6 separate regions of the Mus musculus genome follow, and all the other regions are linked to region 4. The links are chromatin contacts, called in public ChIA-PET, HiChIP or PLAC-seq and promoter capture Hi-C maps. All regions are on one chromosome and are shown on one strand. Each heading gives the region's core, a stretch centred on a gene start, on an enhancer-like site or on the middle of the called end of the contact. The rest is flanking DNA. Distances are from core to core; before and after follow the strand shown.

The links. Promoter capture Hi-C pulls out the DNA fragments that hold promoters and counts their contacts. ChIA-PET counts read pairs in DNA pulled down with a chosen protein or histone mark. HiChIP or PLAC-seq counts read pairs in DNA pulled down with a chosen protein or histone mark.
Region 1: a contact with region 4 is called in an RNA polymerase II ChIA-PET map of memory CD8 T cells, with 11 read pairs. The contact joins the enhancer-like site here to the promoter of Smim19 in region 4. A contact is called at or near these places in 6 of 39 promoter capture datasets (the 3T3-L1 cell line, the C10 cell line, the HPC-7 cell line and 3 more), 6 of 115 datasets of contacts at active chromatin or transcription factors (bone marrow-derived macrophages, embryonic limb bud, embryonic stem cells and 2 more) and 1 of 9 other capture datasets (adipose tissue).
Region 2: a contact with region 4 is called in an H3K4me3 HiChIP or PLAC-seq map of bone marrow-derived macrophages, with 2.9 times the contacts expected there. The contact joins the promoter of Ank1 here to the promoter of Smim19 in region 4. A contact is called at or near these places in 2 of 115 datasets of contacts at active chromatin or transcription factors (bone marrow-derived macrophages and microglia).
Region 3: an H3K27ac HiChIP or PLAC-seq map of extraembryonic endoderm stem cells shows a contact between it and region 4. The contact joins the promoter of Plat here to the promoter of Smim19 in region 4. A contact is called at or near these places in 10 of 39 promoter capture datasets (the 3T3-L1 cell line, the C10 cell line, the HPC-7 cell line and 6 more) and 2 of 115 datasets of contacts at active chromatin or transcription factors (extraembryonic endoderm stem cells and memory CD8 T cells).
Region 5: an H3K4me3 HiChIP or PLAC-seq map of bone marrow-derived macrophages shows a contact between it and region 4, with 3 times the contacts expected there. The contact joins the enhancer-like site here to the promoter of Smim19 in region 4. A contact is called at or near these places in 6 of 39 promoter capture datasets (the C10 cell line, cranial neural crest, hematopoietic stem and progenitor cells and 3 more), 4 of 115 datasets of contacts at active chromatin or transcription factors (bone marrow-derived macrophages, embryonic stem cells, pro-B cells and 1 more) and 1 of 9 other capture datasets (liver).
Region 6: a promoter capture Hi-C map of liver shows a contact between it and region 4. The contact joins the enhancer-like site here to the promoter of Smim19 in region 4. A contact is called at or near these places in 8 of 39 promoter capture datasets (the C10 cell line, the HPC-7 cell line, cranial neural crest and 4 more), 1 of 484 Hi-C or Micro-C datasets (CD4 T cells), 5 of 115 datasets of contacts at active chromatin or transcription factors (bone marrow-derived macrophages, extraembryonic endoderm stem cells, memory CD8 T cells and 2 more) and 1 of 9 other capture datasets (adipose tissue).

What each region holds. Positions count from the first base shown.
Region 1 is chr8:22,784,425-22,789,178 of GRCm38.p6, reverse strand. It overlaps Ap3m2 (adaptor-related protein complex 3, mu 2 subunit), which reads left to right. Exons shown (of 9, transcript NM_029505.3): 9 at 1-1,825. Among named protein-coding and RNA genes, the nearest start is that of Ap3m2, 19 kb to the left of the region's middle. Within about 2 kb of position 1,433, at least 24 of the 459 cell types and tissues checked have an H3K27ac peak or open chromatin away from gene starts, as enhancers often do. A contact at or near this core is called in memory CD8 T cells, where this site is marked.
Region 2 is chr8:22,973,494-22,978,340 of GRCm38.p6, reverse strand. Ank1 (ankyrin 1, erythroid) reads right to left here and starts at 3,505. Exons shown (of 44, transcript NM_001110783.3): 1 at 3,080-3,505. The coding sequence starts at 3,205.
Region 3 is chr8:22,756,241-22,761,071 of GRCm38.p6, reverse strand. It overlaps Plat (plasminogen activator, tissue), which reads right to left and starts at 3,350. Exons shown (of 14, transcript NM_008872.3): 1 at 3,244-3,350.
Region 4 is chr8:22,473,734-22,478,886 of GRCm38.p6, reverse strand. It overlaps Smim19 (small integral membrane protein 19), which reads left to right and starts at 2,008. Exons shown (of 4, transcript NM_001146117.1): 1 at 2,008-2,381. It overlaps Slc20a2 (solute carrier family 20, member 2), which reads right to left and starts at 2,187. Exons shown (of 11, transcript NM_011394.3): 1 at 1,962-2,187.
Region 5 is chr8:22,934,511-22,938,938 of GRCm38.p6, reverse strand. It overlaps Kat6a (K(lysine) acetyltransferase 6A), which reads right to left. Exons shown (of 18, transcript NM_001081149.2): 17 at 3,141-3,459; 18 at 1-950. Among named protein-coding and RNA genes, the nearest start is that of Ank1, 38 kb to the left of the region's middle. Within about 2 kb of position 3,143, at least 51 of the 459 cell types and tissues checked have an H3K27ac peak or open chromatin away from gene starts, as enhancers often do. A contact at or near this core is called in bone marrow-derived macrophages, where this site is marked.
Region 6 is chr8:22,880,681-22,885,290 of GRCm38.p6, reverse strand. The region is part of intron 3 of Kat6a (K(lysine) acetyltransferase 6A); the gene reads right to left. Among named protein-coding and RNA genes, the nearest start is that of Gm46036, 23 kb to the right of the region's middle. Within about 2 kb of position 2,275, at least 76 of the 459 cell types and tissues checked have an H3K27ac peak or open chromatin away from gene starts, as enhancers often do. A contact at or near this core is called in adipose tissue, bone marrow-derived macrophages and liver, where this site is marked.

The sequences.
Region 1 (4,754 bases), core at 184-2,683, 310 kb before region 4:
AAAAACGAGGCCAACCCCAGCGCAGCACTGACTGAGTTCTGGAGGCGTGGCCTGGAGAGCAGCGGCCTGTGACACTGCATTTCATCACTTTTAACACAGTTGCCGTGGGGAAAGACCGGCCTGTGATGTTTGGTTTCAGTCACCTAAACCCAATGGAAGATGTCTCTATTGATTTCTTTTTTTTTAAGATAGAAAGATATGAGAGGGGAAAAAAGAAGATCGGAAGAAAAATGGGTGTTAGTCCAAGAAAGAGCAGTTGAGATTTGACTCATGGGTCTGGGTTGTACCTCGGTGATCAAGCCCTGACCTGGAGTCCTGGTTCATCCTGGTACCACCCACAATGAAGACAGATCTGCTCGATGGGGGGCAGGACTGAGAGGCTGGTGTGAAGAGATACCATAGTGAAGGGTTGTCGAGAAAAGCGATTGGAATCTCCCCGGTGGGTGAGGCTAGGACAAGCCGAGTGCAGTAGTTTCTTTCAGACCCCTCTCACGTGTAGAAAGGCTTTGTATGTCCAGGACTTTGAAAGTTCAAGTCCACGCTTGACGTGAAACCGCACTGGGATTAGCTTTCTTTGGAGACTAAGGTGCCACAGCCTGGCTCTTAAGATTGTCACTGGCTGCTTGCGCTGGCCCGTCGTCTTGTTGGGAAGGTTACCTGCTAGAGCGGCGTACAGACTTTTGCTGGCTATCTGACTCCTCAGTGGGATCGCTCCCAAAACAGCAGTGCTCGGTGCAGGCAGGTTTTATGAGTGATAGTGGTGGAGTTGATGTGGGGGACTCGCCACCCAGTGGATCATGTCCATGCTCCCTGACCTCCACTGATGTTTGTGAAGCCGGACTGGCCCTGGGCCTTGCTTTTCCTGTCTGAAGGTCCCATCAGAATCCCCAAGTGAGTGTGAGCCCACTGAGGACATTCAGTGTACGAAGCTGCTTTCCATTGTCTGTACCTATCGGCTACAGCTCCCAGACAGACAGACAGACAGCTCCCAAATAGCTCCCAGTCCGCACTTAAAACAAAAACAAAACAAAACAAAAAGTGTCTTGAACCTCTGAATAAAATTAATACCATAGGAGGGCAGGCTGTGTTGACCACGAGTAGTCCACAGTTTAAACCATAGCCGCTGAAGGAGCACAGAGTATTCTTAATTCGTTTCAATGTGTCCACTAGTCATTTTACTGAATACATAAAAGGCGGGTGTGTTGTTTTTAATTTACAGCTTAGGGCGCAACTTGCCTCTGTGTTGTGCTTGGAGGGAGAAGGAGACCGGCTTCCTTCAGTCTGCATGGCTCTCCTCTGAAGTCCTATTTCTAAGTACTTGGACTTCACTTACTTATTTTCTATCTTTTGGCTAGTGTTCTCTTGCTGCGGTCAGGACTTGTTTTTGCTGCCGAGTAGAGTTTCTCTGTGGTTTCCTCGTGGGGTTGAACTGTGCTATGTGCAATCAGATGTTTCCTACCAGGATCTGCATGAGTGTCCCACACCCTGCTGTGGAGGGTACACACTTTGCAGGTCACTTTCACAGGCTCTGGGGGTGGGGATTCCAAGTTTTCTTGGGTCACAGGGAATTATGTATATTGGACCCTGAGCGCGTTTAAGTTAGTGAGTGCAGCTCATTTATCCCCTCGAGCACAGCATAGCTTGTTTTTTTCTAGGAGGCCGTGTTGGGAGTATAGGATCAGCAGACCTAGGCATCATGGGTACTGCCAAGCCTCGCCAACCCCACCCAGTGATTGTCAGCAAAGGTTGTGCAGGGAAACTTAATAGCTGCTCGCTCTGTGTGTGGTCCATGTTAAAGTCTTAATAAAGCTTTACCAGTCCTGGGGACTATGTCTGGTTACTGAGACTACCCTTCACTAAGTAGAAGGCACTCATTTGAGACATCTGAAACTCTGGGTAGAGTGTGAGTCTCCAGCTACCCTGGGAGATGGGTCATTTAGTGCTGTTTGTAAGGTTGGTGGCAGCTAAGGTCTAGAGGAATCTAATGGTTTCTCCAGGTTGTAAAAGGCAAAGCCATTAAAGCCCCAGGTGCCCATGCCAGTCCTTTCCTGTGTGCCACACGGGCAGAGGGTGGAGCTGCCAGTTCCCAAGTGTCTCTTGTAGAGGTTTTTCTGAGGGAGATGGGCATCTTACTTACTTTTCCATTGCTGGGACAAAACACCTCGACCAAGGCAACTCATTAAAGAAGGTGTTTAATTGGGCTTACAGTTCCACAGGGTTAGAGTCCGTGATGCCGGAGCAAAGGCAAGATGGCAGGTATGATGAGAGCTCACCACTTGACCCACAAGTAGGGGGCAGAGAGCAGAGTGGGAATGACATGGGCTTTTGGGCCTCAGGGCTCACCCCCCAGCGACACACCTACTCCCATAAGACCACACTTTCTAATCCTTTTCAACTGGACCAAGAATCCAAACACAGAGCCTATAAAGAGTGAGTCTCATTCCAAGCACCAGGTGGAGTCTAATGCTGCCAGTTGATACGAGTAGTCACTGATAACTCTCTAAACCAATTTTCTAGACATCTATAGCAGGACTTTCTGGACCTGCCAGAGATTAAATGACGTAGGGACTTACTGATTTCTAGTATAGCTTACGCTTTTAGCTTGGGCTATCTCCCATCTAGCTCATTCAACTTAACCTTATCCTAGCCCACGACACACCATGTGATTAGTTCTTTGCCGCTCTCTCTGTCCCAGTTTGTCCAACCACCTTCTCGGTACCTACAACCACTTCCTTATCTGGTGGTGAATCCCCGCCTCTGATTCTTTTCCCAGAGACCCTCTCTCAGCCTGCCTTCCCTTTCCTGCCTAGCTACTGGCTGTCAGATCTTTATTAAGCCAATCAATGGGTGAGGAAGGAGGGGTATTTACAAAGTACCGAGGCAGATGATGAGGCCTAAGAATAACACCACCAAAGTCAGGCCAGCTCTCAGCTGGTACAGTGATCAGCAATTGTATATACAGAGTCAGCTTTCACACGGTGCACCCCAACAGATGTCTGTTCACTACCTGGAAGTGTGTTGTGCTTGTTAAGAGCTCAGTTTTGGGGCTGGAGAGATGGCTCAGAGGTAAAGAGCACTGGCTGTTCTCCCAGAGGATCAGGGTTCAATTCCCAGCACCCACGTGGAAGCTCACATCTGTAACTCCAGTTCCAGAGACTGCAACTGCTTCACACAGCCAAAACACCATTGAACATTTTTTTTTAAAGTTCAGTTTCTGTTTCTCTTAGACACTACATATGTATGTCTCTATTGGGAGACAGGTTCTATATACCACAGCCTTCATGATGAAATGAAAGGACAGCCTGTGGGGGTAGGGTGGGTGTCACTTCTCTGTTTCCTTTATGTGACTCCAGAGGACTCAAGTCATCAGGTTTGGCTGTAAGTGGCTTCACTCATGGATCCAGGTTGGTTTATTTGGGTTTTTTTGCCCACTTCTCACACATGTCTCTAGTACAGTGCCCTCCCTTTTCCCTAGCAACTTTGCAAATATTAAATGGAAAACCCCAGGAAAGGGCAACCTTTCAGGTTGTGTATTATTCTGAGCAGCGTGATGAAGTCTTTCACTGACTTGCCATCCCACCCTGGCAGGCCCCATCTTTCCCTGGACACAGATCACACCTTGCCCCTGGTCTCGCTGGCCACTAAGGACCGGCCAGTCTCCACTCTTAACAATGGCCATAGTATCTGGTCTCTTTGTGCTCAGGTAACCGCTATTTTATTTAGTAGCCCTACTTCACAAGTAAATGCGGGGGGGGGGGGGTTCGGGGGGGGGTTGGATAGGCCAGTGAAAAAATAAGAAGACTGAAAGAAAATGCTTCCTCTCAATGAGAAATTCAAAGTTCCCAATAAGAACAAAAATCCCACGTGAATGCCTCAGTAAGGACAATACTTGTAACTGAAATTGTAAAGCACTTAAAAAAACATATGCAAAAAACAAAACTCCCACTGGGATCTTGGAATGGGTTCTGTACAGATCAGGGCTGACTGCTGTATCCCTTCCCTCGGTCTTGTTTTAGAGGGATTGGGCCTGGGAGCAGGAAACGTCATCAACTTATATTTTCTTCTATGCCAGTAGGTGGTGACTAGGTGCCATCAAAACTGGTTGTGATTGTTAATGGCTTTAAAAAGGGACTTGATGAGAAGCCCAAGGGATCTGAAACACTAAAGATTGTGTGCTCAGCTTTTGTATACGGAATTGAAGTCTATTAGACCTTGCCATGCACAGACCTGGGCTCTGTGCTCCTCTGGTCTCTGACAACCAAAACCCACCATGCAGTTATCTGGGATCATAGTTGCTCTTTGGGTCTGCTATCCTCTTGTATTACCAACCAGGAATAATGAGGTAGCATTGACTTCCCCTTGACTGGTCCCCTTCTGGTGAATTCCAGACTTCGCACCCTGCATTTCCTAACCAACTCTGGGCAGGGATGAGCTCGCCTGACCCTTTAATATGATTCATATGACCGTCCAGTTGGACACTTCCCTGCAAGAATGAGCAATTGTCTTCATCTGTGTATGGTTTCCAGGACTCCCCTCAGGAATGTTGGGGCCTTTTGACTTTGTATTCCCATCCCAGGAGGCTTTTCAGCTTCGGTTTCAGTCTCAGTAATCCTAGTGTCTGAAGAAAGTCTTTTCCAGTGGGGGAGGGAGGAAGCCAGCTTCCACCCGAGGGCCTGGGAGAGCCTTGCTTCCTGCTATCTCAAGCGTTCTTTTCCAGAAATGAACTGAGATGCACCTCTGTCTAAAATCTTAGA
Region 2 (4,847 bases), core at 2,256-4,755, 500 kb before region 4:
TTCAAGCTCTAGATAAGCATAAAAGGCACACAAATCCTCATTTCCCCAGCCCTAGGAAACTGTCCTTTTTAATGCAAATGCCTGCTTTACACGGGGCCTTACCACTTATCCTTCCCACTGTACATAACAGTAAATGTCATAAATGCTGCGCCTTCCTTTAAAAAAAAAAAACAATAAGATATAATTAGCTACAGCTAGGAGCAGCAAGGGCTTGGTGAGGATGTTGCTACTTAACCAGAAAACTGAATGAAGCACGTTCAGAGCTCCGGAGCTCAGCTCCAGTCTCTGTACTGAGGTTCCTGTGTCAGTCAGTCAGTCAGTCAGTCAGTCAGTCAGTACGTCACAGCCTCAGCATCCATCCCCTGGTGCACAGCAGCACCCTGAACAAGCACCTTCCCACACAGTATCCCAACTGCAAAAGCTGCAACCACCGTTCAGGTTACCGCGGTTATTCCTACGAATGGGGGGTTGGGGGGAGGGATGCGGTTCTGCTCAGCCAGCCCCAGTTAAGCAGTTACCCGAGACTGACACCTTTCTTCCCTTCTAGTAAATTCAAGAGCGTCCTTGGCTCAGGGACCCATTGCCATAAATTGCCGTGTCTCTGTAGTAATGTATCCATTTGTATTGTAGGAAGTTCTTTTTCCATGCTCATGGAAGACAAGGGAGATGACTCTCAGGGTCATCTGTGAGACCGGCTACAGCATTCCCCCACTGCTTGATTTTAATGTTATATCTCGAGACGTTCCTTCTCTAGTAAACACCTCACCTTATATGAACCTTCAGTCAGTGCTCAGCCCACTGCTTAACCTAGACGGAGCAGAACTTTCTCTCAATTTTCCTTTGGGCTAGGGGTATATAGCTCAATGGTAAAGCACCTGCTTAGCATGCACAGACCCAGAATACCAGTGCCCTTCACTAAGTGGAAACAAACAAAGAAATGCTCCTTTCTGTATTGCCTTTTGCCCCTCTCCTTTTCTTCTAGGGTCTTTCCACTTTCTTGCAATTTTATATTTTGCTGTAGGTGTTAGCTATATTACCTTATGTGACCATCCAGAACACCTCACAATGACCATGAAATATAAACAAAGCATCCCTCCAAATACCCCCATAATGTGTCCCTGGATAAACAATATATCCTGGGAGTTCACATCATCACTATCCATTTGGATTAAAACTTCCTGGTTGTTGTACCAATCATAACCTCTCAAGACACTGCAGAAAACCAAGATAATCTGTATGGAAGATTTCCGAACACCTACTGACGCAGTGTGCTGTGACCAGCTAGTAAGTCAAAACGACGCAACCCAGGGACAGGGGAACGTCTGATCACCCAGAACCCAAACGTGGGGCAAAGTTCACCAAGAATGCAAAGACAAAGACTTAAGACATAGAATCAATCTCCAAATGGCTTTGTTTCATAGACACACATCGCATGAGGTCAGTTAAGAAGAAATGAAATTGAAGAGAGTTTTGCTTTTACTGTTAGTCAGACTGTCATCTCTGGGGTCGGGAATACGAAGAGGAAGCTCCAGGCAAGAAATGAGAGGAGAACGAGGAACTGAGTCTTCCTCCAAGATCAAGAACAGGGATGGAAATACAGAGAGGCCCAACACCATTGCCAAGAGAGTGGAGGAGCACTAAGCTCTCTTAGGAGACTTCTCTGCCTAGCCTGCTGGATCGGCATCTGAGACCCTAACGTGGTACTCTCCCTGTAAGTGGCACCAGCCCAAACTGATTCACTGTTGGTTTGGGAAAGACCTCTTGCTTAAAGAGTGTGTTATGCTGAAATTCCTATTTACACACGAGGTGCCAATATTGGGGCGGGGGGGGGGGAGAGAAGGGGCAGAGAGGGAGGGTAGAGGAACACTATAGTATCTGTCAGGCGTATAGGAACACCTAACATGGTGATTCCTTAGATTAAGAGTCAGAGAACACCTCAGCCTGCCCAGTGTCATCTCCAGGAAAAGAGCCCTATCAGCCCTGCCACCTACTTCGAAGTAGACTGTCCCCTACACGGCTGTCAACCACAGCTTCTATATTTCCTTCTCAGAGCGAGTCAGTTTCAGGGAGGGAGTCTTTCATAAGCAAGGGCAGCGTCTCTGTGAAGACGCCCCATGAACCCAAATTCTCTGGCCAGGGGACGTTCCTGCAGGCTCACATCAACTTCTCCAGGTTAAGATGGCTCTTGCAAGCTAGGGTCCAGCTCTACCTTGGACTCCCAGAATTCCACTCACGCTTTCCTAGCCTGTGCATCCCTGAAGCTCTAGCCGGCGGTAGAGTGCCCTGCTTAGTCGCTGTGGACATCCAGGTGCTTGTAATTAGACCGTGGGTCTAAACTACTGTGGTTCTTACCCCGCCATGATCTGAAAGAAGGACTGCAAATAGCAACAGTTGCTTTCAGGGGTCTGGATCCCTGGGCTGTCTCAGCACAGACCCTTGTCCCATGAAAGACTGCCCTCATGATGTCCCATGGCAGAGCTCTTCTCCGACCAGGCCTTGGGTCAGGCTGGAAAAGCCCCAGCGAGGCTTCTAAGGGAATTCCTCTTCCCTGCCACCAGTGACTCCTCTGGAATGACCTTAACATAAAATGCTGCCAAATGCCTGAGGGGTGAGTTGCTTCTTCCAGGTCCACCCGCGGACCCACAGGGTCAGGAAGGGATCGGGAAGGGCAGTCGCCCCAGTTCGTCCTGAGAGATCTGGGAGGAAGATGCTCTCTCCGGCGGCGCAGGAGAACTCACTAGTCACCTGAGCAGGAGCGGACAGTACCACCTCTGGAGCGCCTGCCCTGTTCACCCAAAGCAGCTCCCCGAGAAAGCCAGGCGAGCAGCCCTGCGCCCCGCGGTGCAGCCCCTTACCCGCTTTGCCACCCCAGAGGCGGCAAAAGTTCCTCCGGAGCGCGGGCCTCTGTTCAAGGTGCTGAAATGAGTCTGGGGCAGCTTGCCGGAACCCCGGGGCCGCTCTCTGCTCGCCCTACCCGCCTCCCCCCTTCCCGCTCCCGCGGGGTCAGCCGGAGCGCGGCCGATCGCCTTCCCGCAGCTACTCCGGGCGCCTCGGTGCGGGGCCGCCGCCGCCCCCTTACCTTCTTCTTGCGGTCACGGGAGCGGTTCCGCCGCTTCCTGTTGGATTCCTCCTTCTCCTTCTGCTCCTGGAGGGCCTGCGCCTCGATGTCTTTGATTTTCTTCAGCTGTTTGGCCGCCTGAGCCATGGCGGGTCGCGGCGCTCGGTCCCCGCCTCCCGGGCCCGCGCCCTCTGCGAGCCGGCGGCGACGACACCCTCCCGGGGAGAGCCGGCTCCTTCAGCTGCGCAGGGCGCGAGCTTCTCCCCGGCGGAGGCGAAGGCTGCGGCGCCCGGGGGCCGGGGCGCGGGGCGGAGGGCGAGGAGAGGCCGGCGCGCGGCTAGCCGAGCCCCGGGGTGGCGCCTCCCGCCGCGGCCGGAGCTCGCTCGCCCGCGCCCCGCACCGGCTCTGGGCTCGCCGCGCGCCCTCGCCGCGCCCGCCCGCCCGCCCGGGCCCCCCCTCTCCTGCGGCGGCGGCGGCGCGGGGGGCGGGAGGGAGGAGGCTCGTACTGCGGCGCGGGCCGCGGAGGGCGGACTCGCGGGCTCGCGGGAGGAGCGGGGGCAGCTCGGTGCGGCCGCCCCACCAGGCTGGGCGCGGGGCGCTGCGAGCCGGCGCTGGGTCCCCGCTGCAGCGGGGTCCCGGGGTGGGGATCGCGGGGCGCCTTGGGGGCGACGGGAACAAAGCGGGGCCGTTCCGCCCGGGCCCGGCGACCCTGCGGACCGGCGTGCCTGACGGCGGCGGAGAAAATGCCAGCATCGCCTGGCCGAGCTGCGGAGCGTGGGACCGGGGCACCGCTGCGGCACGGACTCCGCTAGCGCCGAGCCTGGCCCGGGCCGCCCTCCGGGAAGGGCCGGGGCTCCTGGAGGAGAGCTTGATCTGCCCCGGTCAAACCAAGTGGGCCTTTCCTTTGCATCTTTACCAAATATACTTAGAATACGAGTCCAGCGTCAAGTCCATTCTTTTTCTTTTCGCTCCTTTTGGACGGGAGTGGAACTGGGTCTCCCCATCAGGGACCGCCCACCCTGCAATACCAGGTCTCTCTCCACCCTCCCTCCGTAGGTACTGTGGTCTGGACCGGTGTTGGGCTGCTGTAAAGAACCTTACCAGCTGGGGGTCACGCAGCTACCAACGTAGACTGTGGGAACGGGGAACCGGCTTAAGCTCATTTCACCACTCAGTCATGTGACAGGCGGGGAAACTGAGGCCCTGACCTATGAACATTGCCCTTTCAGTCTGGTTGGTGCAGCTCCCAACCTCCTCCTTCCCTATCCCACAGGATGCTAAGGACAGTCTTGAACACTGGTGTTTGAGTCTTGGAGAAGTTATTATGAAACAGCCTGCTCCCTCCTGTCCTCTCGCCCGCCCCCCCCCCCTCCCGAGCCTGTGCAGGTTTGAAGCAGCTCTGGTGAGGAGCAGAAGGAGTAGTACTAGGTACTGTTCCCACCCCTCTTTCTCACAAACACATCTCGCTCAGTGATTTCCACTTCTGTCTTCCCCACTAGGCCCCTGACAGAAGGTAAGGTGCTGGGTAACCACAGGGGTCTGACAGATCTAACTGCTGTCATTTCCCAGGGGTGAGTCCTGGGGCTTCTCACTGCAGGCAGAACCACAAATACCAGTCACACATGCAACTTCAATTGTCATGTAGCCACTTTTTTTTTCCATGTAAAGAAACTAGAAGATTGATTTTAAATGTATTTTTAAGCCTGTATATCTCCCAAGCCATCGTTTCAACATGAAGTTGATATATTATTGATGCGATTTTACATTATTATGCTGAGTCTTCAGAATC
Region 3 (4,831 bases), core at 2,101-4,600, 280 kb before region 4:
CCACTAACGGTCTGCATGATCCTTGTTTGTGACATTTTTTAGTTTTAATTTCTGGTGCTCTGGATTGGACTCAGAGCCTTGCATTTGCTAAGCGCATGCTCAGCCACTGAGCTGCAACTCAACCCTACTGATAACACTCTTAAACGGCTTTAAAGAGAGCAGACACTTCTCAATGCTAGGAACAGGACCCTTGAACTTAGACCCCCAACAGCCACTTACAGGTGTGGGTGGGCAATGTTGCCCCTCTGAGCCTCAGTTTCCTGGGCTTCCCAATGGGCTAATCTCTTCTATCTTGTATAGTTTTTGAAAGTTAAAGGAGCTATAGATACAGAACCTGGAAGCCTGATGCACGGCCGGTGTGCACCGGGCTTCAAGTGAATGTCCTCATCAACAGGACTCAAGTTGTTCGAAGCTACTGATAAAGAAGAGGTACCAAGCTCTTTGGGATGTGTGTGGGGGTGGGGCACGGTCCTCCTGGTCTTCAAGGGTTAATAACGGTTCCTTTTTCCTTGCACATATGACATGATAGAAAGCCCAGGTTCTGCACCAGGGTCAGAGAGCAGTACACACAGGAGCCATTACTTCCTGAATGCAGAGTGATATCTTATATCCCCATCTTCAATCTGTTTTTCTGGTTTGCCTTTTTCAGGACAGTTTTTCCACCCCACAGCAGGGCCTCTGAAACTCTCTGGGCATCTGGAATCAGCACTTGCCACATTTAGCTGCTTCAGTGGAATCATTAAGGTATAAGCTAACAGGATATTTGCTTCCACAGAATAGACTTGCAGTAGAAAAGTCTACAACGTATGGGACCAGTCTATGCCTGCAGTGATCATTTCAGAGGCACAGGGTGGACTCGGGTCTGTTAGGTCAATCCCCAAAGAAAACTCTAGAGGCTTCTCTCTGATGTGTCAGGAGCACTGAACATGAAGAACAGCTGGCCTGTGTTTTCTGAGCTGCTGACACAGCTCTCCTGGACTGTGCCTTTAAACATTCCAGAGAAATTTGTGATACATGACCAGCAATCTGCTTCATTTGTTTTTCCAGTAACCAAGAATTGAGTTCATCTTACCTTGCACTCCTATCTATAAAAGTTAGTCTCCCAGGCATCATGAAAGTAGACAGTTGGGCCAGTATTAAAGATGATGGTACTTGACCAAGGCTTTGTGAATCTCTACCTGTAACTTAACTTTCCTTTCCTTTCCTTTCCTTTCCTTTCCTTTCCTTTCCTTTCCTTTCCTCCTGAAACAGGATCTCACTTATCCCAGGCTAGCCTTGAGCTTCTGATCTTCTTGCCCACATCTCCTGAGCACTAGGGATTACAAGTGTTCACTGTAACACCAAGTTTACCTGGTGCTGGGAATCAGGCCTAAAGACTCTCTGCATTCCACGTGAACACTCTGCCAACTAAGCTGCAGCCCCAACTCCAGCTCCGTCCTCTAGAAATCTGGGTCGTCAGCACCCGACTGGGTTTGAAGTGAGACCTATCCCATGGCCAGCTCAAAGCTGGCCTTCAGTTCTTGGTTTCTGCATTTAGTTGCTTCCTGCAGCATTTTCTGACACCCAAGAGAAAAAAAAAAAAGAAACAAAAAAAGCTATTCTGAGACAATAGATGCACAGCTGCCAGAACTCAGATTGCACTGTTTCAGCTCAGACCACCAAAGGCTCCCACTCACAGAGACCTGGTGTCTCGGGATGTGTGTGAACTTTACACTGTGAATGGCGTTAAGTCTATTAACTGTGGCTGATAAGCCGTGTTTGCAGCCTCCACCATTAGATGGAGGACGAGCACATGTGTTTTCACCTTACAACCCTCACACCAGTCTTTCCAGTCCACGAGCCTGGCAGGCAACTCTGAGTCACTCTCTGGCTTTGGCCGAGCACCCTGCTCAGTGAGCAGTCTTGATGTGTGCAGCTTCAGTCCCCAAAGCCTTAGCGGAAATATAGATGTTCCTCTGCTCCTCCCGGCTGCATCAAGCATCCTGGGTCTGGGAGAGAGCAGGCCAGCTGCTGTAGAACTCACAGGAGACTTTCCAAATAATCTGGGGGTGTCCTGGAAACTCCGTCCTAATCCAGTTGGTCCGGGGTGGGGGGGTGCAGCTAGTACTGCCCCTGCCAGGATACAGGCTGGCTCTCCTAAAAACACTTTAGGTGGATTGAACAGGATGGTCAGAGGGACTGTTTACATTATAGTGTTTCCAGTATCTGGTCTGGGGCTGAATATTATTTAACCCTCACTGGCTGTGCCCACTCTACCTTCCACTGACCTGCATAGATTTGTTCTGGACAGGCCACGTCTGGATCTCAGTGAAAATCCCTAGCTGTATTTTTCTGTAAGTGTACTCCAGTTGTATTTGTGACGCGCTCGCAGGATTGTTAAATATCCACCACCACAACAGACACACGTTTTTTGTATATGCCCCTGCCCCATTATCAGCTGCGGAAGACCACGGCATCATTCTAAGCTGGCCATCAAATTAAAGCATTGCTACTGCTTTTCTTTGCACTGAAGCTTCGTCCTTAGTTATCTTGGAGCGCTGCATACTTTCCTCCCACGCCCACACCATCTCTCCCTCCCCCCACTCCATCCATCCTCCCGCTGTTTCTGTGAGGTTAAGAAAACAAAGGTCCTGAAGGAATCCAGAGAGCCTTTAGACTCTTCCAGCTGCAGCATGAAAAAGCAAACACATCTGTGCTTGATGTCCAAGGGTGAGATTGACTGGAAGAACGGAAGAGAGGATGCGATGAACTCCCGAGAGACGAGAGGTTTTGCATCCTGACTCCCACTAGTAATGAGAGGTTCCTAAAAATCTCAGCTTCTCTCTGCCAGCCTAGTTAATCATGCTGCCCAGGCAAAATGCCCCCTCCTTGATGCCCAGCCTGTTTTTTAGTGTGTTCCTTGGTCAGAAGGTAGCCATACAACTCTGGCTTCTCAGCTCAGGAAGGCAGCTGAATCTAGTTACTGCCCGTTAGTGCTGCTCCCATTGTCTGTTGAAAGAACCGGAGTCATTCTGTTTGCTTTCTCCCCTGTGCAAGCAAAACTTCTGCAAGAGACACCTCTCTCCCATTCTCTCCCTCTCACCTCAGCTTACCCAGGGTCATTGCAAAGAACCCTGGATGATGCTGGCTGGTCCTCTGTCTGTGCTTCCATTAAGCATCCCTTCACTGGCTCAGTTTGCCCCCAAAGACTTTAAAGGGACAGAAGAAGAGTCAGCTGTTAGATACCGGCAGAAATTAACTTACCGAGAGTGCTTGCTTCTTTCCCACTCTTGCAGGGGCCTCTCCTTGACGCTGAGCTCTTGAGTTCCTGCAGGCTCTGTCTCCCTGAACAGCTCCAGCCAATTTGAAGGATGAAGAAGGGGTGGGGCCAGAGGTGTGGGCGGGGTTTCTCCTCTGCTGGTGGGTGGACTGAGGAGCCAATGGAGCAGCCGGTGTCTCTAAGGAGGGGGAGGAAGTGCGCGCGGAGGAGCACAGCCAGTCTTGGCTTGCCGCCAGTTTGATTATTCACCGTACTGATGTCATCGAATCACAGGAATTTTCAGAGTTGGAGGGGACTTAAGACTCATCCTGTTTTAAAACCCCGGTCTCAAAGGCCTAAAAGGAACTGTAAGGATCTGCTGCTCTAAGCTCCTGTCTTGACCCATGAGTTTATAGTTCTAAACAGCCCCGCCCAGTTGGGGATGGGGGAGAGGTCTTCTGGAATTTGAAGCAACTACCCCTCAGGACACGTGGGCAATTAATTGGCCGGGCAGATGATGATAAGCTGGGTTGGGTGTGACTGGAGATAGAACGCACATGACTTTTGGTGCGCTCCCTACCTCTGACCTGCTCTCCTAGACTGAGGTGCTTCTCTGCGGCATCTCAGCAGAGATCTCTCAGAGAATTGAGAAAAGTGGGGAAATGGGCAGGTCTCTCAGCCTCAGCACCCTGAAATTCTATCCTAAGCCATCCTTCTTCTAAGCCCCACACCCCGGAGGCAGACAATAAAAGCTCCTGAAAACTACTATTCTGATGACCCTTTCACAACCTACCAAAGCCTCGGCAGTCTCGGGGCACCAGGTCACCCAAAATTCCAGTTTAGTCTTCATCTGCAGCTGCTTGCACATCAGAGGGGTGGGCGAGTGGCCTCTGTCAATCTCGGCTGGCGTGGAGCTGAGAGGAGGGTTTCTCAGTAATCACAGGTGCCCTGAGTTTTGCTAAATGCACACTCCCCTCCATAAACACACACACACACACACACACACACACACACACACACACACATCCTCCGAAACCCCAGCTTTTGTGTTTCTACCACCTGTGAGTCTGTTTCCCCTGTCAGACTCCGGGGGGTGGGGGTGGGGGGGGGTGGGAAGCAAGACTGAAGAGCCAGAAATACAAATGGGAAGCTGATACCATAACAATGGGAACTTTGATTTTAGTCAAAGGATTGCAGGGGGGTGGGGTGGGGGGAGTGAAAATAAATCTTAATGATATCACATCCTGGGAAACTTGCCTAGGAGCCCTTTGCTCCAAAGGGCTCCAAGTACAATAACTTGGGGGCAGATGGATAAGAAAATGAAGTGCTGAAGAAAGAGTTCCTAAGGCTAGCTTCTGCAATGGGGGTCCTCTCTGTAGTGTGTGTCACCTGTGGGGGCAGAGAGTTGGCTTAATGATCCCTTTGTTGGGGGCAATGGAAGTGGACAGCTGACGAGGTATCAGGACAAAAACCATGATGAGAAAACTAATTAAGAAGTGATGTGATTCCCAGGATAGCCCAAGGAAAGAGAAGTGGGCAAGAAGCTGACAACACAGCTATTAACCAGGAGGCAGGTGCTCTGTGTACAGACTA
Region 4 (5,153 bases), core at 759-3,258:
TCCGGAAGACAATTTGCAACTTTCTCTTCTCTATTTGCCTCCCTCCCCAAAGGCCATGTCCTCAAGTAAAGGGAGAAACCCTTTGGTAAATGTCAACTCACAAAGCTCTGTCAACTTTTAATTCTTCCCAGTGACTGACCATTAGAGTTACCTGATATGTAAGTTCCAATATGCTAATTTACCCACAAGTACAAGCTTCCAAGCTCCTTCCCGAGTCTGTCAAAACTTTCCAGCCACTTCTACTCTCTACCATCACCCTCACAAATCAGCTTTTGAACTGTTATGGCTACCTAAACCTTAAATGGTGTTTTTATAGTTTAATCTTACACTGGATATAATAAGTGAATATGTGTTTAAAATACTTAAATCCTAATTTAAAAGTTAGGCACAAGTATGCACAATACAGAAAAATCTAACATTCTTAATATTCAAATGCTCAGCGAAACCCCAAAACTCCTAGCTGAGTGTAGGAGGGGACACTTTTGATCCCAGCACTCAGGAAGCAGAGGCAGGCAGGTCTCTTGAGTTCAGAGATATATCCTGATCTACATAAATCCAGGCCAGTCAGAGATACACAGTGAGACCCTACCTAAAAGAGAAAAGGGGGGGGGGGCAGTCAAGCAAAATAAAAAAATCTAACAGCCTACAGCTTGTTTTTGTTTAATTTTCTTAGTTTGGTGTTAAAAAAATCATTTCACATGTTTGTTTGCCTTCAGTTAGGAAGTGTAGTAAGAAATACAAAGGACCCCAAATTTGAGTAACGGCTCTGTACCTTTGCCTGGTGCCCACCCTATCTAGATCAACTTCTGACCATGTTATATAATGGGCACTTAGGAGTAAGAAAAGAGCCACAAGGCTTTTAAAACTCTTATACACCCAAATGGACTAAACACACTTCTATGAACTTCTTTCTAAAGCCACACTAATTTGCTAAGTTATTCTGTGATCAGCACCCTTATTTTCAGAAGAGAAACAACTATTTAAAGCCAACGTTCTACATAGTGGTGCGAGCTAATCAAACTTAAGTATTGAGAAACTGAACAATCTACGCCTATGTAAGAAGTTCCCCTTGAGAATGAACTGATATAAAACATCTATGAACATCTGGCACTGTCCCGGCAAACAGGCAGCAAACACCACGTGTACTACTCTTTCTAATTCTCTAACTTTAAACTCAAACTAAATGGTTTAAAAATTATATAAATGATTGTGTGTATAATATACGTAAACGCACATACACTGATACTACAAAAACATGTTACTGATCCTAAGGGAAGGTGAGTTTGTAATAGGCAAGACAACTTGTGAAAAGTTACAGTCTAATTATTTGCTCTTATCTCTGCACGCCAACTCAAGAGAACCGCTACACTGCGAGCAAGAATGGTAACAAGAAGTCAGATGATCCCGGAGAACTTGCCCTGCTGGAATTGCTAAGCCCTTAAGCACGTGGACAATGGGCCGCTTTATTTGCATGGCCGCACTAACCTGGGGGGACCGACTGATCGGTTTAATGGCGAAACTGCACTCACTCATTAACGATCACCACCTGCCTCACCCTGGAAAACGTAACCTTATTCAAGTCCCCCCACGCAAATGGTGTTTTTCTTTTTTGTTCTTTTTCTTTTAAAAACACCCTAGCCATTCAAGCAAAGATGCGAGAGAGCAGTCGCCTCGGCCTCACAGCCGGGAAGATGAGGAGACCGAGAACCCAGCCAGCCAGCTTCGTCCCGGGAGCACGCGCAGACACCCCGAGACCGCCCCACCGCGGAGGAGCCTCGGCGCCCTCCGGCCTGAGCCCGCCGCTTCCCGCCCGCGCCGACCCGGGCCGCGGCGCGCGGAGAGACGCACCGCCGCGCTGCACCGCGCTGCGCTCGGCTCCCGCCACACGCGGCACGCGGTGCCGCCGCGGCGTCGGGCTCCGATCCCGCACAGAGGGAAGGAAGAAAAACCAATAACAAAACCTGGCTTCTCGTTCCCTCCGGAAACCGCGGGCCGGCAGGAAGTGACGAAGGCGAGGTCGTCCGGTCCGCTGGGTCTCGGCCCGCGCTCCCCGCCCGACTCCCGGAACAGCCCGAGCGGAGCGGAGCGGCTCGGCGCGGCGGCCTCCGCACCTCAGCAGCCGCCGAGCGCCCGCCCGCCCGCTCTCCCGCTCGCTCGCCCGCCCGCGCGCGGCTGCGTCACCGCCCCGCCCCCGTCCCGGCCCCGCCCCGTCCCGTCCAGTCCGGGCCCAGCCGCGGGCTGCGAGCTGCTGCGGGTCAGATCCCGACCTGGGTGTCTCTGCGGGCGGAGTGAGCGGGGCGGCTGCAGCGTGCCTAGGGTCCCCGGAGCCCGCAGAGACGCCGGCGGGAGCGTGCGGCGTCCCGTCGCGGGAGGACTGTCCTGTATGTCACCTGGAACAGATTGCACAGGCTCGGGGGAGGGGGGCGGCGGCTGGAGGAGGCCAGGTTTGGGCGTCAGATCTGTGTGCCACCTCTGCGCCTCCCGTTCCCCGGGTCCCTGTGGCCTTGGGATCTCAGAGCCACCACTGTCACCTGTTATTGAGTTGCAGTGCGTCAAAGCAGGATGGGTGCAAAAAGAAAAAAAAAATTACTCGAACGTGTACTGCGCAGTCCACAGGCCTCAGCTATGCTCCGTCCTCTAGGATGGGGTGAAAGCCTGTGACCTTGTTCCCGTCTGTTTTAGGACCTCAAACGTCGCAGTGCTTCAGAGAGTCAGGAGAATGAATCTTCCCCTCATGGTGTTTGGGTTCCGTTGTTAGAAATTATGTGTAGTCTGAATTTCCGTGAGAGAGTAACAAAAGTCCCACGTGAGAGGCAGAAAATAGCATTCCAAGCGAGGTGGCAGGTTCTAGAACGGAGTGGACAAACTTTAAAACTTAGGATAATGTCTCATGATTACCTGAAAAGGATTTTGTCACCCAAAAGGAGGTCAGCCTTAAACTAAATCCCGATGGATGCGTTTTTTGATGTCATGATCTCTTAATATGCGTGTTTAACCTGCAGCTTAAATCAGCTCCATCTAGCTAGCATCTTTCTAATGCAATAATAGTTTAAACATTACATCACCGGACAGCTGAGGGAAGATGTCAGTTTTCCCATAAGAGCCCAGAATGTCACTCTCAGCATCAATCTACTAGAGCATTAACTTGCCTGAAATGAACCAACCCCTGGACATTTTACTTTAGACTGAAGGGGAAAGGCGCATATCCTCACACTTGGTTAGGTTACACAAAGTGCGTGGGAGGCGTGGTTAAAGTACCTCCATGTCTGCACTGTGGACTCTGAACTCTCCATTCCTGACTCTTCCAAAGCGTGGCCTTGATGGTGTCAGGACTAGCAGGAGAGGCCTAGCTTCAGTGCAGACCCTTTAAACTGTGGGTCTAAGGAAACTCATCCACCCAGGACCTGTGGAGCAGCGGTGTTATTGCATACTATGGATGGTTTTATAGAATCTGTTTTGCCATCCTGGGTCAGCAATGGTTAGAAAAGCTTTTTCTAAGTATGATTAAAGTGTAATATAGTAGGAAGCCATCAATCTCTGGGTAGAAGTATATTATTCACACCATGGCAGGTGGACAGGGTTGTGTCGAAAACCTTCGCAAGAAATTAACCGGGTTCAGATCCACTAGGCATTAGGAAACATTGTGTTAATTTGTCAGGTAAATAATTGGCACTCACTCCGGATCCTAGTGGCCCCTGCCTTATTGATCACTGATTCTTTCCTGATTGGTTAACTCGTAGTTCTGAGGGCTATGACTGTTAACACTTTATGGTCTGTGCTCTCGGTACCATCTCCAGTCACTTAGGTTTTACCAAATATGATCATGGCTATTGCCATTTTAGGATCGTGGCATTTACAACGGTCTAAAGTGCCACAGGTTAAAGGCAGTTTTAGCATTTGGTCTTCCGGAAATCTCCGTCTAAAATAGACTGACTACTATAAATCAAAAAAAGTCAGAGAACCCTGAAATTGGGGTTAAAAGATAAGATTTGAACATGTGACTCTGCCACCTATCCTATTCTTCCCACACGACCAAAAGCCCATCGCTACGGCCATTAATATTTGGGAGTTAGGTCTACCCAAATATCTAGATAGTAAAGTTTTACGTCTTTTACAGTTAAATTCTGTTCATTGTTCCTTGACCAAAATATTTTTACAAGACCAGTGTTTATACCAATACCTGTAGCCTGCCTAAAACTGCCTGAATTACTTTCAGACATCCCTTTTGTGTTCAACATGGAGGAAGAACTTTGCCCTCAGGGAAAAATTCAGCTCTCAAACAGGAATAAGAAACCTTTATTCTTTTGCTACACTTGTGTTTATCACCCCTGCTCTCTGTGGGAATTTCTCCAAAGAATGTGTGATTATGACTACGTAGCAAAGTCACTTTTAATCTCATTACTTCTTTTTAGCCAGATTCAGTAAACCGGCCAAGCTTGGTCCAGCTCCCGATGGACAGGCATGTTGGAAGGTACAGGATGAGCAGCTAGTGTGCGCCTGTTCTCTTCTAGGTTGATGTCGTGAGAGAGGCTGCCCTCAGAATCCCAGCCCTTGTCTGGGTCTATGTTTGGAAGGGTTTCATTCCCGTTGTTTTCATCTGAGTGACTGCTACAGTTTGGAAACTTCAGTAGCATTTCAAATTCGGTTCTTTTAGCAATATTTTTGTATCTTAACAAACAGTGATAATAGTGTGCTCTGTGCCTTTTAAAGATTTATTTATTTTATTTATGTATGTGAGTACACTGTAGCTGTACAGATGGTTGTGAGCCTTCATGTAGTTGTTGGGAATTGAATTTTTAGGACCTCTGCTCGCTCCGGTCAACTCCGCTGGCTCAGTCCCTGCTGGCTCCGGCCCAAAGATTTATTTTATTATTAAACATAAGTACACTGTAGCTGACTTCTGACACACCAGAAGAAGGCGTCAGATCTCATTACAGGTGGTTGTTAGCCACCATGTGGTTGCTGGGATTTGAACTCGGGACCTTTGGAAGAGCTGTCAGTGCTCTTACCTGCTGAGCCATCTCACGAGCCTTAGACTCTAGAATAGACTTAGACTCTATAAATACTGAGGAAAATTGAAGCAGGGTCATAGTGTACCAATTTAGGAACTGCAGGCTAGCTTAGGGTAGAGAGCATGCTTAGTATATGTATAA
Region 5 (4,428 bases), core at 1,894-4,393, 460 kb before region 4:
GGCTCCTTCATGCTCACTGCTTTCTTCTTGAGTCAAAGATTGCACTGCCTGTACAGTCTCCAGGTCCAGTTCGCTGTGTGGGATCTCTTCCTCCTCCTTTAGCTCAATTAACTCTTCCTTAGTGTTGGAGTCTTCCTCATGGTCCTCCTCTGAGCCTGGCATGGTTTCTGATACCACAGAAGCCTCATGGGAAGGCTGGTCTTCCTCAGAATCCGGTTCAGCCTCATCTTTATCCTTTGTATTCTCCCTACTGTCCTGCATGTTTGCAGCTAAAAAAGATCCCTGGATGCCAGGCTCCTCCTTGTCGTCTTCTCTAGCTGGCTGCTCCTCTGGCTCTTTTGTCTTTAGCGAATCCAGGTGGCCTTCGTCCTCATCGTCAGCGTCATGGTCTTCGTTCTGGTTGGCCTCTGTGGTCACTTCATCTTCTTCCTCCTGCTCCTGCTCCTCCAGCTCTTGGGGCTCTTCCTCTGACTGCCTCTGATCGTCCGAAGGCTTCTCGTCTTCCTCCTCTGGCTCGGGTTCTTTTGGTTCTGCCTCAGGGCTGTTGCTGCTGTCCAATGGGGACATGGCTCTAATGTCACTGCTGGTTGTATCCTCTTCCTCTTCGGCCTCCTCATCTGGTTCTGTGTGCATCTCTTCTTTCCTTTCTTCCAGCAAGTCCTCCTTTACCTCAACAATTTCTTCATTCTCTTGAGTTCTGGGTTTACGGCCTGGTTTAATGGGGACTACGGGCTCAACTATGCATTCCTGTGCAGAAGCAGCTATGATTTCCTGATTCAATTTAAATCCTGGTTTCCGTCCAGGCCTTTTCTTCCAGTGGATAGGTTTTCGGCTCTTGCCTTTGGGCCATCCCTTTTTCTTTTTCATAGGTGTAGAGGTATCTGGCTCAAGTGAAGCACTGTTCACATCACATTTTCGCAAGAGAGATACTGGCTTTAGGACAGGAGTGTCTGTACAGAAAAGAGATAGTGAGAGAGGTTACAAGACCTAGCATTTCTTTGAGACCAGCATGTACAGCAGAAGAATCTAAGGAAAAACACTAACTGATTGCACATCAAGTAACACAGTGACCTGGCAGAGAAGTGAGCTAATCCTGGGCAACTTGATTCTACCACCTATGAAGACGCAGTAAAGAGGAGCAGGAGTGTCCGCTTAAGTTACACCTCAGCTGCTTCTGTTTGCTTTCTGTTACCTCTTTGGTTTGCTTTCGTTTCCACAAAATCATTACTTGAAGTAGGATCATAAGGCAATTCTGTAGACCACAATTAAGCCTCCCCTGTGAATAGCTGTTAGTCACTGTGCTAAATGGGACCAACTGCATAGTATGTAGTCTTAACCACGCACTGATCTGTAGTCCCGAACAAGTAAGAAATGGTCAATGTGACAAGTTATATTTAGAGGAAATAAATTCAACAGTAGCATTACTTTTCCTAATTGTGGCAAGACACAGAAGATAAACTTTAAATCATTTTAAAGTAGAATTCAATGCATTAAATACATTCTCAGTTATTAATAAGTTTAGAAGGGTATGAATGTAGAGGAAGAGAGAATTAAAGGTTTGTTTGTGGTACATCTGGGAAGTCAGCAAAGGCAACAGCAGTCTGAGTAAGAACTGTCAAGGTCATAGGAGCTCACAGGAGAGAGACCATTGTGACAAAGTGAATCAAGACAGAGCACAGCACCAAGTGCCAATCACACCAAAACAGTCTCAGGTCCCTAGACACACAGCAATATCTAACAAGAGGAAAACTGGGTCATCACCTATTATAATAAATAAAGCAAGAACCTTAATGATCATCACTACATTAAAAACATGCATCATTGAGTAAGCCTTACAATAAGAAAACTGTGTGAGGTATGCTGTGATTTCCAACACCTAAGAGGCTACAGCAAGTGGGTCAGCCAGACTGTGTCACACACTTATAATTCTTCTGTCTTCTCCTGCCATGTATACTCATACTCATGCACAAACACATATATGCTCTCTCACATACAAATATACACACACATGCACACAAATTCACACACATACACATGAACATACATATACACACATGTATATACACACATAGACACATGCGCGCACACACACATACCACAAAGGTTTTGGTTTTGATTCTAGGTCTGAGCTCAGGGCTCATCACTATCAAGCTACACATTCTGTCAGAAAAATACAGGTCCTATGTACTAGGTCTGAAGCCAAGATTTTAAGAGAATAAAATAAAACGCTCTTCCAAAAAAGGCAAAAGATAAAATAAGATAAAATAAAATAAAGTAGTACAAAGCAATACCAGGCAACACAATTTCTTCTAAGTTGCCTGTGAAAATGCAAAGGCTGACAGAGGCATCAGAACAAACATGATGGAGGTGTAGGTGACACAGCACCCAACAAGCCTGCCTTCTTCCTCGCTCATCTCAAATGAGCCTGCTTCTGTACATGGGAATATGTCTATTTTAATAGTAATTGACGGAATGTTAGCTACACCATACAACGTAGCTTATTTTGTTATCATTGTCACTTATTAGAAATGTACGACTGGTTACTGGGTTGTACACACCTATAATCCCAGAACCAAATAGGCTGAGGCAGGTCAGACCTCTGTATAGTGAGTCTTAAATAACAAAACAAGATAAACACAAAACAACGAGAAGGAAGAGATTACTCTGCGAGTAAACACCATCAGACGCATGGTTCAGGAAGGTTCCTGAACAGAGGGCAGAGGTCCCCAGGGATGCTCAGGTGGCTCCTCCTCAGTCACTCAGTTACCAGAGCTGCTGAGCACCAAACCTAGGCACTCAGCGAGCTGCAGACCACAGAATCCAGTACTCAGTTATGCCAACACCCTTTAACTGAGGATTCAGACAAAAACCTAGGCAACATTAGGTGAAAAGGAAGGCCTTCCAATAATTAAGATTTCCTGCAAAGCAAGAAGAGATCAGGTTAAAGAAGCGCGTTTACATGCAGACGTGACTATGGATAGATAAACCCCATATCTGCAGAGGTGGCCAACCTTTCCCCTTCCTGTCTTAGTGAGTTGTGTTCATTCCCAGCCCTTTGGGGAAGGAAGGGTCTGTAGTGATTACTTCTCTATTTTCAAAGACACACAGAAACTACTCTAAGGAACAGTGTGTAAACCTACCATCTGCGTCGTCTGACTCCTCCTCCTCCTCCTCTTCCTCTTTAGACGGCCTCTTGGAGGAGGACTGACACCTAAGGATGTCCTGTGAGGACAGGCAATGGAAGTACCCTCTGGGGAAGAGCTCACTCTCCTCCTCCTCCTCCTCCTCCTCTTCCTCCATCTCAAATGTAGGCTCCAGTCGTGGCATTGGTCTCTCAGAGTCAGAGTCTTCAAAAGGCTCATCTAACACCTCCGTGGTCTCAGAGATGGTCTCTGTGACTACACTGCTATTGTGGTGTTTCCGCTTGCGGACTCTTCGTCTTCGGTGAAGAATCGGTTTCTATGTAGTAAAGAAAGCAGGTATTTTATTTATAGTAATGAGCTTTTTTCCCTGCTTTAACATAAAAGTTTTAAAGCTTTGCAGAACTAACATATTTAAAACAAAGATGCAGTTTGCCAACAGATACTCTGGTAAAGACAAAGTGTTAAGAACACAGAGATGTGTGTGGTCAGTGAGGTGGCTCCACAGGTGAAGTTTCCTGTGCAAACTGGGCAACCTGACAACCTGGGATCAACCTTGGATCCCATATACAAGTGGGGGAACTAAATCCTTAGAAATGTCCCCTGACCTCTACACACCCACCAAGTGCAAGCCCACCAACACATACACATGTACTCTTACACACACTCACGCACGCACGCGCGCGCGAAGGGAAGGAAAGGGAAGGGGGAAGGGGGATGGGGGAAAGGGGGAAGGAGGGGAAGGAGGGGAAGGGGAATGGGGAAGGGGGGGAAGGGGGAGGAACAACAAAATCCGCACAGATTTTGGGCACTAAGGCCCGCTCTGATATGAAGAGCAAGTGTCCAGAGAGCACATGGTGTTGGTGCATCTTCTCAGCTCATCGACATTTTACACTTTACAGCGCCACCTGCTCTAATGCTAAAGTGCCTCAGAGACTACGCCCTCTACTTCTGTTCAAGAGCAAAAGGAATAGAAACATTCCATCTTATACATCACCATGCATTAGCAGATCAATAAATGTGCACGCCATTTGGGGAAACTAGCTAGAGCAGAGCACACAAACGCAGAGCAGAAATGCATTCACTTGACAGAGAAGAGAAAACAGCAGCACGGCCTGAGACTTGGCGCACACAGCACACACTGACACGGGGCTGACCTAATAGCTTACATAACACAGTGATGTCACCAAGCTACAGAGACAACAGCCCAGGAATGACTGAATCACATCCTTGTACAGAGGCTAGAAAGGTTAGCACTTATGCAAGGTCATACATCTAGGCCATAAAA
Region 6 (4,610 bases), core at 1,026-3,525, 410 kb before region 4:
TGCATACATTAACATAAGAGTAGTAAAATCTATTGATTTAAATGAAATAAAGTGGGAACCATACAGCAATTCAAAGTGAGATGTGGTCATTACTTTCTATAAGAATAAAGTTACTAAAAATTATTTTTTTAATTATTTTGGGGGGGGTTGTTTTTGTTTTTGTTTTTCGAGACAGGGTTTCTCTGTGTAGCCCTGGCTGTCCTGGAACTCACTTTGTAGACCAGGCTGGCCTCGAACTCAGAAATCCACCTGCCCCTGACTGGGATTAAAGGAGTGCGCCACCACGCCCGGCTCTAAAAATTATTTTTAATGTTGGCATTTTAGAACATTTCAGAGAAACTGTATTTTGGATGAAAAACTAAATACATAACTGTTAATGAACATTAGCAAGAAAAGCTCTTCACAATAGTGTCTCGTGAACAAAGTAACTTATGGGCAAAGAAAAAAATCTAAGATGACTAATACATATGGACTTGTGTGGTTTTTTTACATTCTACTTTTTTTTTACATTCTAGTTTTGCTGTTTTCTGTTTTCTGTTTTGCTACAAACACTAGCATTCTTTGTCAAAGCAAATGATTTGAATTCACTTCATTCCTCAATGGCTTAAATTCAAATCCCACGTATTTAGTATCTCACTACAGAAAATGTACTATTTGTCTGACAGCAGCAACAGCACAACTCTGGAGTGACAGCCTCATCTCTATAGACTCTTTTTATACGCTGTCATAGTTATCAATCTCAATTACATCATTCTTATTAATAATTCCAAAATTGGAACCTAAAATACAAGTCAAAATTCTACAATGTGGACCTGTTATGATTTCAATTTCCAAAAATCCTGAAGTCTATTAAGTGAAAATAAATTTCAAGATCCAAGTTAGCTTTACATAAGACTTAAATAACTTAAATACAATTTTTTTTTGTTTTGTTTTTGGTTTTTGGTTTTTGGAGACAGGGTTTCTCTGTGTAGCCCTGGCTGTCCTGGAACTCACTCTATAGACCAGGCTGGCCTCGAACTCAGAAATCCACTTGCCTCTGCCTCCCAAGTGCTGGGATTAAAGGCATGCGCCACCACTGCCCGGCAGACTTAAATACAATCTTAAAACACTATTTTTGTTCCAACCTTTATGGTAACTAGAAGAAGAATGTAAGCTTATCTGAGAAAAATCCTTCAACACCAGAGCAAAAGCAGTAATTAATAGGTGGGAAGATCAGCTGGGCAGGGGTGGTGCTTGTCTGTAATCCCAGCACTGAGTTCGAGGCCAGCCTGGTCTACAGAGTAATTTCCAGAACAGCCAGAGCTACACAGAGTAGCCCTGTCTTGGGGGTGGGAAACCATTTAGTCTATGTACTCAATGAGTGAGCATCATGTGAAAGAACAGTACAGTTCCCTATGAGAAAACAAGAAATGAACTTTGTACCCAATTAGTTACTAAATCTCATACACAGCCAAAAATCTTGGCTTACTCTGATGGGGTTCAAAAAGCCCAAGACTTCTGCCTGCCTTTCTCCTACACAAACCTTTTATCAGAAATTATTTTGTTCAAGCAGATATTAGTGTCATGATTTGTAACAGAATTAATCACTATTATTAAAGGAAAAAAAACCCTAGAAATCACCATGTACAGCAATCTTCACATAAGCTCACTTGAAGCCTACTGCAATGGCTACTGTGTCTCCAGCTACACAACAAACTCTATGTCATAAGGAAGCTCATATCAGGTTGGGCCCTTTTATTTTATTTTTTAATGTGCTGTTCATATTCATTCAAAATCCCTCAGGCACTTACCATATGCCCCATCTATTTGAGGAATATGAAGACAGGAGTAAACAAGATACTGTCTATAACTCATGCAGTTTATGCCCTAGCAAGAAAAAGCCAATAAAGAGGCAGGTGGAGTACTGTTTAGTTGTGATAACTACTTCAGTGAAGCAAGCCAGGCACTTTGCAAAGACCTAAAGAGTGATGAGAAAATCTAGCGCAGTAAAACACAGCATGTATAAGGACAGCAGAAAAAAGATGATGTGTCTATAAAACAGCAAGGGTGATGGTCTGAATATGGAAGAAAAATGGCTATTTCTTACAGGAACTCAGAGAGGAATCAAAGTCAGAGTTCCTGACTTTGACACAGGGTTGCTTCCTGGCAAAGAAAAAAAACTATCAGGAACCACTGTTTTATTCACATTCTATGTTTTTAAACTGCACTGGAAAGCGGGCTTCCACGTCACAGTGCGTGTGCAGAGGTCAGAGCACAGTGTGCATGAGCTGGGTCTCTCCTTCAGTCATGTGGGTTTCAATCAGGAAGCTTGGTCAAGTGTCTCTACCCACTGTGCCCTCTCAGCAGCCCATCATCACATTAATTCAAGTTAAAATACTCAAACAAGCCAGAACAAGGACTCTAGGGATATACATGTGACTCACTACTCAGCCAAAACCAGCTTGCTTACAGGTTTCCTGCCCTAGGTTTGTGTATAAGATACATTTTCCTCCACTCTAGGGTCATTAAGGCAGAAAGACACTTCCAATTCTGATCCTAATCATTTGGAGATGTCTGAGACAGGAGAGATCTCAAGCCCCCCACTGAGAGAATCCAGGGAGCACAGCAGCCTCAGCCAGCTCCCTGGGATTTAGATACCCACAATCAGCTCTAGCCACAAAATACCACACTGATTAGTAATCCTTGTGCGCCTAACTAGATGGGTGCAATAATAAAAATAATTAGTATATACAGGGCTCAGCATTCCCCAACATTTCAGGCATTTCCTGGGGGAGGGAGGGGGTTGGAAGGAGATTATAGGGGACTCTGAAAGTTAACTCTCAGCTTAGTTGTCCCAGAAGCCAACTCTATCTCCACTACTCCTTCTGGGTTGGTCCTATGCATTACCAAAATAATCTTCTCACTCCAGGCTCTTGTCACTGCAATCTCAGAACTATCCAACCCAGCTCATTAAAGGCCAATTCACTGCCCTTACTAAGCAAATCTATCAGGAGCCAGAAAAGAACAGCTCATTTTAAAAACTATAAAACAAACAAGTTTTTAGCAATGAAACATGAAGCATCAAGAACTACAAAAATATAAACATATTGCTAATTCCCTAGAGCACAAGGGCTATTTGTGGGTGAATAAAGGCTTGAAAGAAAAATTAAAGATGAATAAATTAAATAAAGAAAAAATAATCAATTTTAAAAAACAGCAAAAAATATGGAGATTTCATCAAACGATTTAAAAAGCACATGAACAGTGGCTCTACACAACAACCATTAGGAAGTAAAAAGCTTAAATCATGACAGAAGATACATAATCCAAGTTAAATTCCTAGAGTCCACGTAAAGATGGAAGGAGAACCAACTCCCTAAAGGCCCTCTGGCCTCCACAGGAGGACAGGTGTGTCTGGGTACACACACACTTAAAAAGGAATCATGATGAAATACTTCTCTATCTATTTTATTACAACGGCGTTTTAAACAGCCAATGCAGCCCTTATTCAAAATGCTTGAAGCCGGGCGTGGTGGCGCACGCCTTTAATCCCAGCACTTGGGAGGCAGAGGCAGACGGATTTCTGAGATCGAGGCCAGCCTGGTCTACAAAGTGAGTTCCAGGACAGCCAGGGTTACACAGAGAAACCCTGTCTCGGGAAAAAAAAATATATATATATAATAATGCTTGAGACCAAGTTTCAGGGTTTTTAGGACTTCAGTGTATGCCTACACATGGTCATATATCTTAAAGGTGAGATGAGACCCAAGCCTAAACACAGACTTCATTCACGTGTCATGCAAGTCTGAAATCAGCATTACTAGACTTCAATCAAGGTGACAGTGAAACACACCCCCTCTACAGACCTTTTCAGTTTTCTCATGGCTCCTGGCACTCCTTGTTTGTGACCAGTCTCAGTCTAATCACTCTGAGCCTTTGTATCAGTGTGTATTAGTGTTTGAGTGTGTATGTGTGGGGGTGGGGTGAGATGGAGATATATGTGTGGAGCGAAAGACACAGAGACAGGCACACATATAGAGATTCTTCCACTTCCCTAAGAACAGTTATGATGACATTTAAAGCCTACTTGAACAATCCAGAACCTGTCTATGCAAGTTTACAGTAGCCTTGTTTGCAGTTGCCAAGCACTGAAACTACCCTTTAATGGAACAGTAATAGTACATTCTTATAATGGATAACTATAGCTCAGCAATAAAAAGGGGTCATCAACTGATATAAATAGCACAAATACTAACTAGACTATGTTACAGGAGAGAAACAGGATTCCAAAGGTTCTGTACGATTTTAGTTACATCACCATCTAGAAAACTCAATGCTCTGGGAAGCATAACAACTCCAAGATGGTTTGCCAGCACTGGGGTCGAAGAGGTTTTAGGAACTGCACAACAACAACATGAGGGAAGTTTCTGGAACAGACAGAATTTTTCTGTACCTTGATTATAGTGGTAGTGACCCAACCCTGTGTATATATTCAAAAACAGTGTGTTATTTCACATTAATGTATTAATAATTGAGCAAATAAATGAATGGGTCATATAACAAAAGAAGCTCTGCATTTTCCCGTTTTAAAGAAAGTTCGCGTACATACGTAAAGTTACTTCTTTATTTAA